Linked DNA regions of Mus musculus: region 1 is linked to region 2. The links are chromatin contacts, called in public Hi-C maps. All regions are on one chromosome and are shown on one strand. The core of a region is the stretch at or near the end of the contact, and the rest is flanking DNA. Distances in the headings are between cores, read along the strand shown. Region 1 holds the start of Emc2 (ER membrane protein complex subunit 2). Region 2 overlaps Gm46505 (a long non-coding RNA gene).

Region 1 (6,107 bases), core at 673-3,172, 500 kb after region 2:
TCACATTCTTGCCAGCATCTGCTGTCACTTGAATTTTTGATCTTAGCCATTCTGACTGGTGTGAGGTGGAATCTCAGGGTTGTTTTGATTTGCTTTTCCCTGATGACTAAGGATGCTGAACATTTTTTTCAGGTGCTTCTCAGCCATTCGGTATTCCTCAGGTAAGAATTCTTTGTTTAGCTCTGAGCCCCATTTTTTAATGGGGTTATTTGTTTTTTTGGAGTCCGACCTATTTTTTTTTTTACTTCCATTATCATTCTGGTTTTATTTTTTCCAGTATTTTATCTCCTTATTAAATTATTTCAACAACATACATGAACTTCCTTATTTCATTTTGCTGTCTGTATTCTCTGTGATAATTCTTGAGTCCATTGTGAGTTGTTGTGCCATATTTAAAATGATTTTTAAAATTCTGTATATGAACTTCTATGTTAATCATTTTTGCTGGAGGCCATTTGAATGAGGTTGGTAATTTTTGGCGGTATCAAGTTGTCTTAAATTTTCATGCTTCTTAGGTTTATCTCCTGGGATATGACTATTAGGGGGTCAAATTGTTGCTTAAGACTGGAGGTCAGCTGTGGTGCAGTGCTATGTTAGATTGGTGTTCCAGGTACCAGGCTCTATCTTTTGACTGCTGCTGAGGGTTGAGTTTGAATATTTCCTGTTTGCAACTATTCAGTAACTAACCCATTTTTCATAACAGTAGATAATAACTGAATACAAAATGAGTATAAAATGGATGCTTTTTAAATATTAGTTCTTGAAGTGGTGAGTCAATGGCACTGTGTATACTGATAGTATGGGTGGAAGGGAGGCAAAAGGGTCACAACTGCAGTGTGACTAGCAATAAGTATTGGGCTGTTATACTGGAAGTAGAGGAGATTGGCCCACATAGGATTTTAAATAATTGAGTAAAAGCAAAAATGGGGGGGGGCGTGTGGGACATTTGGTTAATGATAGACTAAAATGAAGAGGTAAGTTTAAAGTAGGTCTGCATTTGAGCTTTCAGAAATGGAAAAGTAAGAGGAATGGGTATAAGAAAAGAGAAAGAGGAAAAGGAGAGATAGAGGTAGACATAGAGATAGATAGATATAGATAAATAGAGAAGGATGGAGGAAAAGCAAAAAAGAGAAAGAAACAGTATGGGATAATATTTACACTGCTCCGTTTTATCAGAGCATTGGTATGAATTTGACTGAAGCATTTAATATTGTTTTGAATGAAATATTTTTTTAAGTCTGCTTAGTCTGAGGAGAAACTTTTTTGTTTATATGGAGATTTTAGTCAACAATAGTATCACATCATATATTTGATATTTTGGTAAAAGCTATTACCTTCCAACATGGTAACTATTAGAAGAGATAGATAAGTTAATTAATTGTAGTAATAATCTCAAATCATTACCCTATACACCATATATATATATATATATGTATATATATATATATATACATATATATATACATATATATATATATATTCTTTTGTCAATGATACTTCATTAAGGCTGAGGTATCATTGAGGACTGTGAAAGAATTGAATGAGTCTAGCTAAAGGAAAATAAAAAAACCTGGAGCGGCAGACACTAAAGACATTACATTTGATAAAATCGCAGGAAAAGTAGATAGTTATCTAAAGTTGCAGTAAAAGTAGAAAGTTACCTCAGCCCAAGTACCTCAGCCTCAGCTGTCTGTCACAGACTCCTTCCTCAGCAGCTCCCTCAGCTCCCCGCTGGCCCCGCCCCGCCTCGCCCCGCCCTCCGGCCCCGCCTCTCCGGCTTCTTCCCACTAGTCTGGCCACTCAGACCTCTCTGGCTCCGCCCTCTCTCCTCTTGAGTGGTTTACAAATGAGAGGAAGATTCCGCCCACTCCCCGCTATCGACCAATAAAAACTGGCTTCGTCATTTGCCACTTCCCGGTCGCGGGTGAAGTGCTGCGTCTCCCCGCCCTCTCTCCTCGCCGACTCCGGGTTCTAGGAAGATGGCGAAGGTCACTGAGCGTTACGATGTGACTTGGGAAGGTAATTTTGGGCGGGGAGGGTGCAGGAAGACCCAAAGCCCTGGGAAATGGTTTAGAATTACCCAGAATCCCCGGAGAGATTCGTACCCGGTTGTGTCCTCCGTCGGGCAGCTCTCCCTGAACTGCCCGAACCGAGTGGACACTGGGGCTGGTTCCTTCCTGGGCCCGGCCACAATCTGCGGCGTACCAGTGTCGCGATTGCTGGCCCGTACACCGATCCACCTGCCTCTCTGCGCACCGGTTTTGTCATCTACTGTTTAGGAGGCAGGAGGGACGCGGAGCTGCGGCTGTCACACAGCATGTGGTTTCTGGGAGGCGAGGAGGCGGGATCAATGTGTTGAAGCGAAGAGATAGTCCAATGGGATCTGTTTCTTCAACATGCACTTTCCATGGGTTTAGAAAGTCTCCCCTTTTAACTTCCTTGGCCAGTCCTATTTAAAGCACACACAATGTAGCTTCCTACTTACTTTCTGCCAACTAATTCATTTTCTGAAGGAGATTGTAACTGGTTAAATTGGAGGTATGTGTTCACATGTGATAGTCTTATCCTGTCTGATTGACCAAGAGTGGAGAATCTTTAAATAAAATATTTAAATCTTGGATCAGTTCTGTATGAGCTGTTATCTCTTTCAAAAAACGTTGGTGGGAGTCATGCTTAAGAAAATAAATGGGTGTTTTTAAAAGCATGAGATTTCTGTCCATATTCCCAGCAGTTGGCACAGTACAGTGTACTTCAGTAGCTAGTTTGCCCATTGAATACTTTTGTGGGATCTTTAACATGTAGAGTGAAATTTACATGAATTGTTTGAATGCAAATAAATCTCAAATAGTATAAGAAGGAAAAGATTTTATATTGAATAAAAAATGTAAGTCCTAGTTCTTTATGTCATATAAGACAAATGTTCAAAGAGTTTACAGTTTAATGGAACAACAGACCTGTCAATTCATTTTTAAAAGGTTCATGTCAACACATACCCTTCCACTGTAAAGTAGATAGGTTAGTAGGTGTTCCTTTCAATGCTTTTAAACATGTTATAAATACCTTAAGATTGTTGAAAAGTGATATTTTTAAGGTATGTGAAGGATAGCTTTTAAAATCTGTTAATGTGTACAAATCAAGGACAAAGATTATGTTACTGTTGGCAAGCAAAATGATTCTGCGTAGCTTCATGCTGTCCTGTGGGCATTCTAAGGTATAGCGATATAACTAGATTTGGAATAGTGACTGCTGTGTAATTTGTTGAGCAATGAAAGAAGAAATTATTTTTAAAGTGGTCAGTTAGCTTCTAACCTGAGAGAAAAGATTTTGTTGTTGGTTGATAGTTTTTTTTGTTTGTTTGGTTTTTGTTTTTCGAGACAGAGTTTCTCTGTATAGCCCTGGCTGCCACTCTGTAGTCCAGGCTGGCCTTGAACTCAGAAATCCACCTGCCTCTGCCTCCCAAGTGCTGGGATTATTATGTCATTCTGCTGAATGATCTGGCTCTAGATGGCATCTAGCTGGAGCCACTGCCTGTCCCAACTCTGAGCTGGCTCAGCTTGTCTTTCCTAGATTGCCTAAATTGGCATATACTTGTCTTCGTGGTTGGCACAAGTGATTCTTTCCATCAACAGAGTTCTCCCCTCATAGCCTCACTCTTAAATGTTAGTCTCTCAGAATCGTGCTCAAAAGTTACAGGTTGCAGTACCCTTAAGCACGCATCTTCTCACCCCTGCCACCATATTTACAAGAGAAGTAAAGAGGAAAAAACACGAAAATGAAAATCTCAAGCAACTGAATGGAACAAAACCTCCTGGACTATGTGCTTTCTTTCTATTGAAGCACTTGCTTGCTTGTTTTACCTCAAATTTTTTTCTCTGTTAGAATGAAAGAAACTAGGCCTACTTTGCTCACTTTTATGTAACTAGTGCTTGGCACAGCGAAGAAACTATTTACTAATTGACTGAATTATTCAAAGTGTTTACAACCAACACTAATAAGTTGTCCATGCTTTTTCTAGCTTTCTGGCCACTATCTTATGTGAACCTGGGCACCCCAGTGACTAGAACACAGTTTCCTTATTTTGTAAAATGAAGGCTTAATTTTCCTGAAAACCTGTTTTATGAGAATATGGATGGTTGATGAGATGACACTCAGATGGAGTTTTGTTTGGATATGGAGGACAGAGTCAGCTGTATCCTTAGGACCTCCATTAGCATCAGAAATGGATCCAAAGAACACAATAGAGTGTGTATGTGTGGGGTGTCTGTGTGTGTGCATATATATGTCTCTTTGTGTGGTGTTTGTTACATGTCATACATGAGAGTGTGGGTGTGCATAGGCACAAAGATGCCAGGAGAGGGAGTTATATATCTTGCTGTACACTCTTTATTTGAGGCGGGGTTTATCACTAAACCTGAAGCCAGGCTAGAAGACTGCAAACGCCAGTGAGCAATATCTCCTCCCCTGACCTCTTTCCTAGTGCTGGGGTTAGAGCCAAGCAGGGCTCTTTATGTTTTGCAAGGGATTCAACTCAGGATCTTATGGTTGCAAAACATGGACTCTTACCCAACAAGAGCTCTTAACCACTGAGCATCTCTCCAGACCCTGTAATTTTTGTAATAGGAATGCATATAAAAGACTTTAGTAAGTTTAACACTCTTTTAAGTCTCAAATAGATGATATAAACAAATAAAATGTTCATTTCGTAAGCCAGTTGAAAACATTTGTTAAGTAGAATATTTAGAATTTAGACTTGTAAGGAAAGTAGTCAAGTTTCTTGAGAATATATATTTAGGCATGGCTGGATAGGGTGCCTTGTGCAGAGCCTAGCATAATAGATGTGAAATGAGTTTTTAAAATACTGTAGAAAATTTTGTTTGTATTCCTCCCTTTTTACTTCATACCTTAAGAAGCCACAATTTTGACAGTTCATGGATGCAGTTTCCCTCTCATATCTAGAAGACATAGTCTCATAGCTGACATTATGGTTTGCTGACTCTCAACTTTTCGGCCACATTTTTGTGATTTTCTCTGAGATTGAGGTATAGGCACTGCATTGTATAAGTATCAACAGTTTGGTTTCTGTATCTTACTTTTTCTTTAAGGTGCTAGGAAAACCTTGTGCCAGTTCAAATGTTTATATTTTATATATCTGTTATGCTTACCATTACAAATAACTCCCTCTTTGTAAGATTTTGATTTTTTTTTATCTTTTTGTATGTATGTGTGTGTATGTATGTAGATGTCGTAAGTTCCTGCCAGGTGTTTGTCTATTGATTTCTACCTAATTTTACAAAACAGTTTTTCCCACTATATCTTGAACTCACTCATTGGCTGGACTGATTGGCCCGTGGGTCTCCAGGATCCACTTCTCTGTGTTCTTAAAACTAAGGGAGAGTGTCTCCATGTCCAGGTTTTTGCAGTGGTTCTAGGGATTGGAACTAAGGTCTTTATCTATCCTTCTGCAGTAAGCACTGTATCAGGTGAATTGTCTTTCCCCCCTGCCCCTTGTTTTTGTTTCTGAATAGCGATTTCTAGGTTTACTTCATTTTTTTCACACTGTTCTTTTGATGGGTTCTCTGCATCCATTTGCTGCCAAGTGCTGGAACACATTAGATTGACTTCGCATCTCACTAGTGCACTGCCATACATAGCTGGAAGAACACTTCTACTGAAGTTTCTATGCATTGTAATAACTTACATGTTGCCTTCAAATTTAGTACCCACCTCATCCATTAAGAGCCATGGCAATTTCATTATCACTAATTTGGTGATCCAAATTTTGGGACTATGAATAATTGTTAGAAGGTATATACTGATTCATATAAGTGAATCTGTAAATGGTCTTTGAGTATTTATATTGGAATGTTGGAAATACATGGAGAAAGGAGTTTTGTACAAAAGAAACAAGAGTAGGAAGCAGGCTATTTCCTCATTTCTTGAGGTTCAGGTGTCTTAGCACAGTGAGACCTAGTCCTTAGGGAAAAATAAACAGGATAGCCCATTTGTAACCTCTCCTATTGCTATTACCCCTAGTACAAAGACAGAAGTTAATAGCATACAGAGAGTGATTAGTAGCTTACCTTTAAAGTATACAATAAAATGAGCTT
Region 2 (5,445 bases), core at 1,736-4,235:
TAGATAAAGAATTAAAATGTACTAGTAGGCCCAGGGACATGCTTTCTGATATTGGAATGTGCACACAAAAGCTGGATAATCTACCCAAAGTACAGAAAATAAACTTAAAAATATTCCAATATCTCTTTGCTACAAATAAAACAATCAACAGCATTGGAGAAACAAGCCTCAAATAACACAGCATTGGTATCAATATACAAGAAATTCATAAGCTCAGAAACAAAACCCAAATAATCCAAGTAATGAGTGAGAGGGTATATGTAAGTAGATGTTTCTCAGAAAACACATAACTATGGCCCATGTGTGGGTATATAAAAGACATTCCATAGCTCTAACCACCAGGAATGTCTAAATATAAACTATGAGATACTGCCTCCATCAAGAGTGAGTGTTGTCAAAAGACTAACAATAACCACCTCTGGAGAGGATCTGAAGACAATGAAATGCCTGAACACTGCTGGAAGGAGTATAAATTAAAGTTGTTCTTTGGAAAATAGCATAAAATAAGTCTACCACAAGATCAGAAATCTCATTGCTGTGTGTGTACAGCAAAGATGTGAAATCAATATGTGAAAGAGACATGAACTCAGATGACCATTTCAAAGCTATTTACAACAGCAACAAATGAAAAGATAAATGCGTATGGCTGAGTATTGAATAAAAAGGCTGGCAATGAAAAAGGTATTCAGTCACAGAGATAACAATCTCTTGTCACTTGTGATAATGTGACTAGAACTGAAGCCCATCCCGCTAAGCAGAATAAGCCATGTGCAGGAAGTCAAGTTCCACATTACCTCACACATAGAAGATCTAATGATTTCACAGGAGTTGAGAATGGAGTAGTGGCTTTCAGAGGGTGGGAAGAGGAGAGCTGGTGGGAGACAGGACAAGGCAAGTCTTGACTAGTAGCTAATAGGTTATAGTTAGGAAGGACTAAGAAATAACAAGGTAAATGTAGTGGCCACTAGGAATTACATGACTTTTTCATTTGTATCATTTTTACATATCACATTTTATTCATTAAGCCAGTATATTTTCTTTGACTATAATATGTGGAACATTGTGATGTCAAAATTCAACAGTATGATGTGTGATGGAGAGCTGTGATGTTAACGGAACATAATGATGCCAAATTTTCTTCAGAGGTGGCACAGTAAAGCATTGTGATGTCACAGTGGCTGCATTGTATTGTCACAATTCAATATGAAGGTGTCAAATGCAGCATTATTATATCATAATTCAGTGTAGTGACAAAATTTACCTGTAACTTCAAGCAGAGCCTATCCCACCTATATTCCAAAAAAATCATGTTGTCTTGTTGGTCTTTGTTTTGTTGGTTAACTTTGCATGAATAAAACCTAAGGAAAATATTCTTGTTTGCTATGATTTTATTTCAGTTTCAATCCCATACGCTGGATCTTCACAATAGAGATTAACTAAAAATTTTAAATCTTGCACAAAGGATTTTGAGTGTTTTTTTTTAAACCATAAGGCAATATCAAGTAGATAAATATGCTCACCCTTATTTAAACCTTAATACACACATGTATGGAAACAGTGCACAATAACCTAGTCATATGGCAATCTATTTTTCTTCAAGCACCTAGGAGATAGAGCACCAGGGTGTTTCATTTGGAAGGATGTAAACACATCTCTAATTTCAAGTAATTATCTCATCTGGAAACAAATTGTCTCTAGCTCTAATTTGTATGGGAATTTAAAGTAAGATGATATGATTAAACTAGTGTCATTAGGTGTACATTGATATTTTATTAAAGTGATTATTCTAGCTAGTAACTGCACTTGGGCATGTCACAGTCACCTCCAAATTTAATCCATTCCATTCTCGTGCACTTATCCCAACCCTCAATCTGTTTCTCCTACATCGCTCTTTATTTTAATCACTGACATTGCTGTCCACACAGGCGCTCAAGCAAGAAACTTTGTAGTCAACAGCAACCTCTCTTAATTAGGAAAGTGTGGTGGATAGATCCCTGCTTCTTATTTACTACCGCAAACATATGCCATTATTGACTTCATGTCCGAGTGATTTTGGTGATTACCCACACGTTCTGAAGTTTAACCTTGGAGGACTCATTTCTTCACCAATAAACTCAGAGACACACATGAAATAGACACAAGGGTCTTTAATATTAATAGCTGACAATCTATTAGATGTCAAGGCTTTACATGTAGTTTCCCTATGGGTTGGTTCCCTGTTCCACATGCTTTCAGGTTTCCTGTTTATTCTGTTCGCACTTACTATTCTCAAGGACAACTTTCTGTTTAAGATCTGTCCTTTAGCTTGCGCTGAGAGTCGCGAAGACTAAAACTGGCATATAGAGACTCTTTACTTTTGCCTCATATACAAATCAACTCGGCTTATTTTACTCTCTCCATTGATATCCTACCCTACATCATTCTTGGCGCCCACTGAGACAACTCAAACAGCATCTTTTCCTGTCTCACTGCCTTGCCTTGTTTCTTCCAATCCACAGAGAAGTCACACTGACCTTATATCCCCTCCTTGCACAAAAGGGGTGCTACGTCCTTTTGCAGCTTCACACCTGACCAGCATCTACCACTGTCATCTCAGTACTCAAGCCTTTTGCCTCACACCAGCTCCAGACACACCAGCTTCTTTTCTGATCTTCTCTGTTTTACCACCTCTGCTCATGCTGCTCACGATCTTCTTGCCTCAGATTCTCTAGTGCTTGGATTTCCTGTAGGCACACCACTCCTAGTTCATTAATTTGTTCTGAAAGTCTAAAAATAGCATTGCTATCCTGTTGGTTTATTTTTACTTAAAATCAAGTCTCCTGCCATGCAGCTTAATCATATATTTTGTCAAAGTATTTGACATCCCAGAAGATGTTCTTACACACACTAAAAATTCTGACTCTTCCATAGGCATATACCCAAAGCCAATCAGTAGAAGCTCCTGGGTCCCTTGTGGATTATTGCAAACTCATTATGTAGAAATTGCAATAACAAAGACATTGACCCTAAAGTGCCCAGGAAAGTGGCATACTTCCATTTGTGTCTTGCAGCCTCTCTGGGCTCTGCCTATAATGCAATCATGTTTACATAAGGATTAGTTCTAGTGACAAGTGTCTGGGTTTTCATTTAGGGCTGAACAGGACTCACTCCACCACAAAGAACCACTGGATCATAGAGAGTGTGTTCTTTTAATTTTCTTCCATAAACAGACAAAAATTGAAATCAGCTGTCAGCAAAGTCCAAATTAAAGAGCTGAGCATCAGAGTCACCACTGAATCGAGATCAGTTTTTAGGCTGGAGTAGTGGGGGTTTAGATTTTTGAATTTCCAATAAAAATATATTGTTAGGTACAAAGTGAAGATTTCATTTTAACTGGGGTTTAAATACACTGTGCATTGTTTGCTTTTCAAAAATTGAATTTAGCTTGAAACTAATATCATTCAAAAAAAAACAGACCTTCCCTTGCTTAAATGTTGTACATGATCTCAAAGCATAATGCAATAAATGTGCAATTCCTCACCATCCCTAATATGATTATAGCGGATACAGCTCCGTCTGCTCAGCTTGCAGGCTGTGACTCTCCTTGATGTGGCTCAGAATAAACTGCTAATGCTTCTAATGATTTCAATGATTACTCTAATTCTGTCCTAGCAGGGTTTTCTTTCTTTCATTGTTTCACAGTGACATTGATGCTGAGAACATGTCCATCCGCTATGACAATACTTTGCAACTGTGATTAGAATGTAAGCAAAATGTTCAGCTTGGAACTTCAGATAATTCAATAAATAGGATACAAATTATTCATGTCTATTAAGGTAAACGTAGACATCTGTGGTTATGTGCAATGCTGGGTAATTAGGTTATCATAGGCATGAATGTAATTAGGGGACAATGTGGCATGGTAGGGAAAGCAATCCTAGTTGTAAGTCAGATCAGGATCTGAATTGTGACATACCTTCCCAAGAGTGCAGTATTAATGTTTTTGAATTTTAATTCTATTTTTAAAATAGGTACATTAATATTTCATATGGTTGTTTTAAATGTGTAATTTGATCGTGTACATTACATGCTTACCATGAAGACATGCCTATTGAAAGTTCTCAACTATACAATTGTTCTAACAATTTCACCAGTTAAACTCAGCAACAGATTGTTCAGTTTGCTATGTGTCCAGCTCTAAGAGCTACAAAAAAACAGTATGAAATAATGTTCATGGCTTGAAAGTCTAGTTGTTAGCTTTAATTTTGGCAACTCTAGTTCCTGAAACAAGCAATTTGTTACAAGTTGGGAAAGGCCTGCATAGAGAGGAAGGAAGATGAGAGCTATAAGGGGCTAGAGAAGAAGAGAACAATGTAGCAGGATATCTGATCATACTGTGAACCTCCAGATTGTACACTGGAAAAATCTCTAGGTGTGGTGTGGCTCAGCCCTAGAACACACCTTTAATCAAAGAGCTTATTGTAAAGAAGATTGAATAAAGTCAACCATACGTCAAGAGGCAGAGCAAATAATCAGTTGACATAGGGATGGGGAAAGGAAGCACAAAATGTGAGAGGAAATCAGGAGAACAGATAATGAGATGCACAGGAAGTAGAAAGGAGGGACATTTGGCTTGGAGGGTTTTAAAGGGAGTATGGAAAAGAACTGTTGTTGTTGTTGTTGGTGGTGGTGGTGGTGGTGGTGGTGGTGGTGGTTTGGTTTGGTTTGGTTTGGTTTGGTTTGGTTTGGTTTGGTTTGGTTTGGTTCGGTTTGGTTTGGTTTGGGTATTTTCCCCTTCTGGGTTGAAGAAGGTTAGCTCGTTTTTTTCTCTGCCTCTCTGGACTAACAGGCTTTCATCAAAGCATCCTGAGTCTTCATTTGGTAAAACCAAATGTTTGGGATTTCGTTTTAAAAACAGCAATAATGATTAAATATAACTAATACTGTATTTTATTAAAAGACATGTGAATGCGTTCCTTCTCATGCTATCTTGTTGTGCAATGAACATCTTTATTTTGTGGTGACATGAGATGAGACCATGCTTGAGTTTCATAACCTCATCAAAAAGAGCCACTAGCTGGGGCCCAAGTGTTTAAGTTCATAAGCTTATGGGAGAGATATTTCATTGAAACCACCATAGACCAGCGGTGTCTTTAAGAGTTTCAAGTGTATTAGCTAATCACTTTACAAAGTTTACCTTTCACGCACTGCATCCAAAGTCACCTTTCATAAGCACAAATCTATTAACCTATTTATTTAAAGTATTTTTCTTAGAGTAAAATCTAGTTGATATTTTTCCATTTTAAATTGGCTAGAGTTTGAACATAGGACTTTAAACATGCTAGTCAAGTACTCTACCACTGATTTACAACACTAGCTCTAAGATATAGTTTCTTTACCATGACCTACATAGTCCTTCACACACCCTCTGCCCAACCTTTTAACCACATCTTCCTCGATCACACT

What was found. Hi-C and Micro-C count contacts between places; a contact is called where the count stands out from the background.
Region 1: a contact with region 2 is called in a Hi-C map of the N1E-115 cell line, with 1.8 times the contacts expected there. The contact joins the promoter of Emc2 here to the enhancer-like site in region 2. A contact is called at or near these places in 7 of 39 promoter capture datasets (the 3T3-L1 cell line, 3T3-L1-derived adipocytes, the C10 cell line and 4 more), 2 of 484 Hi-C or Micro-C datasets (the N1E-115 cell line and bone marrow-derived macrophages), 3 of 115 datasets of contacts at active chromatin or transcription factors (bone marrow-derived macrophages and stem cell-derived neural progenitor cells) and 1 of 9 other capture datasets (macrophages).

Annotation. Positions count from the first base shown.
Region 1 is chr15:43,475,307-43,481,413 of GRCm38.p6, forward strand. Emc2 (ER membrane protein complex subunit 2) reads left to right here and starts at 1,923. Exons shown (of 11, transcript NM_025736.2): 1 at 1,923-2,019. The coding sequence starts at 1,980. It overlaps Gm10373 (predicted gene 10373), which reads right to left and starts at 1,730. Exons shown (of 3, transcript NR_046064.1): 1 at 1,662-1,730.
Region 2 is chr15:42,975,931-42,981,375 of GRCm38.p6, forward strand. The region is part of intron 1 of Gm46505 (a long non-coding RNA gene); the gene reads right to left. Among named protein-coding and RNA genes, the nearest start is that of Gm46505, 4.6 kb to the right of the region's middle. Within about 2 kb of position 2,986, at least 3 of the 459 cell types and tissues checked have an H3K27ac peak or open chromatin away from gene starts, as enhancers often do. A contact at or near this core is called in the N1E-115 cell line, where this site is marked.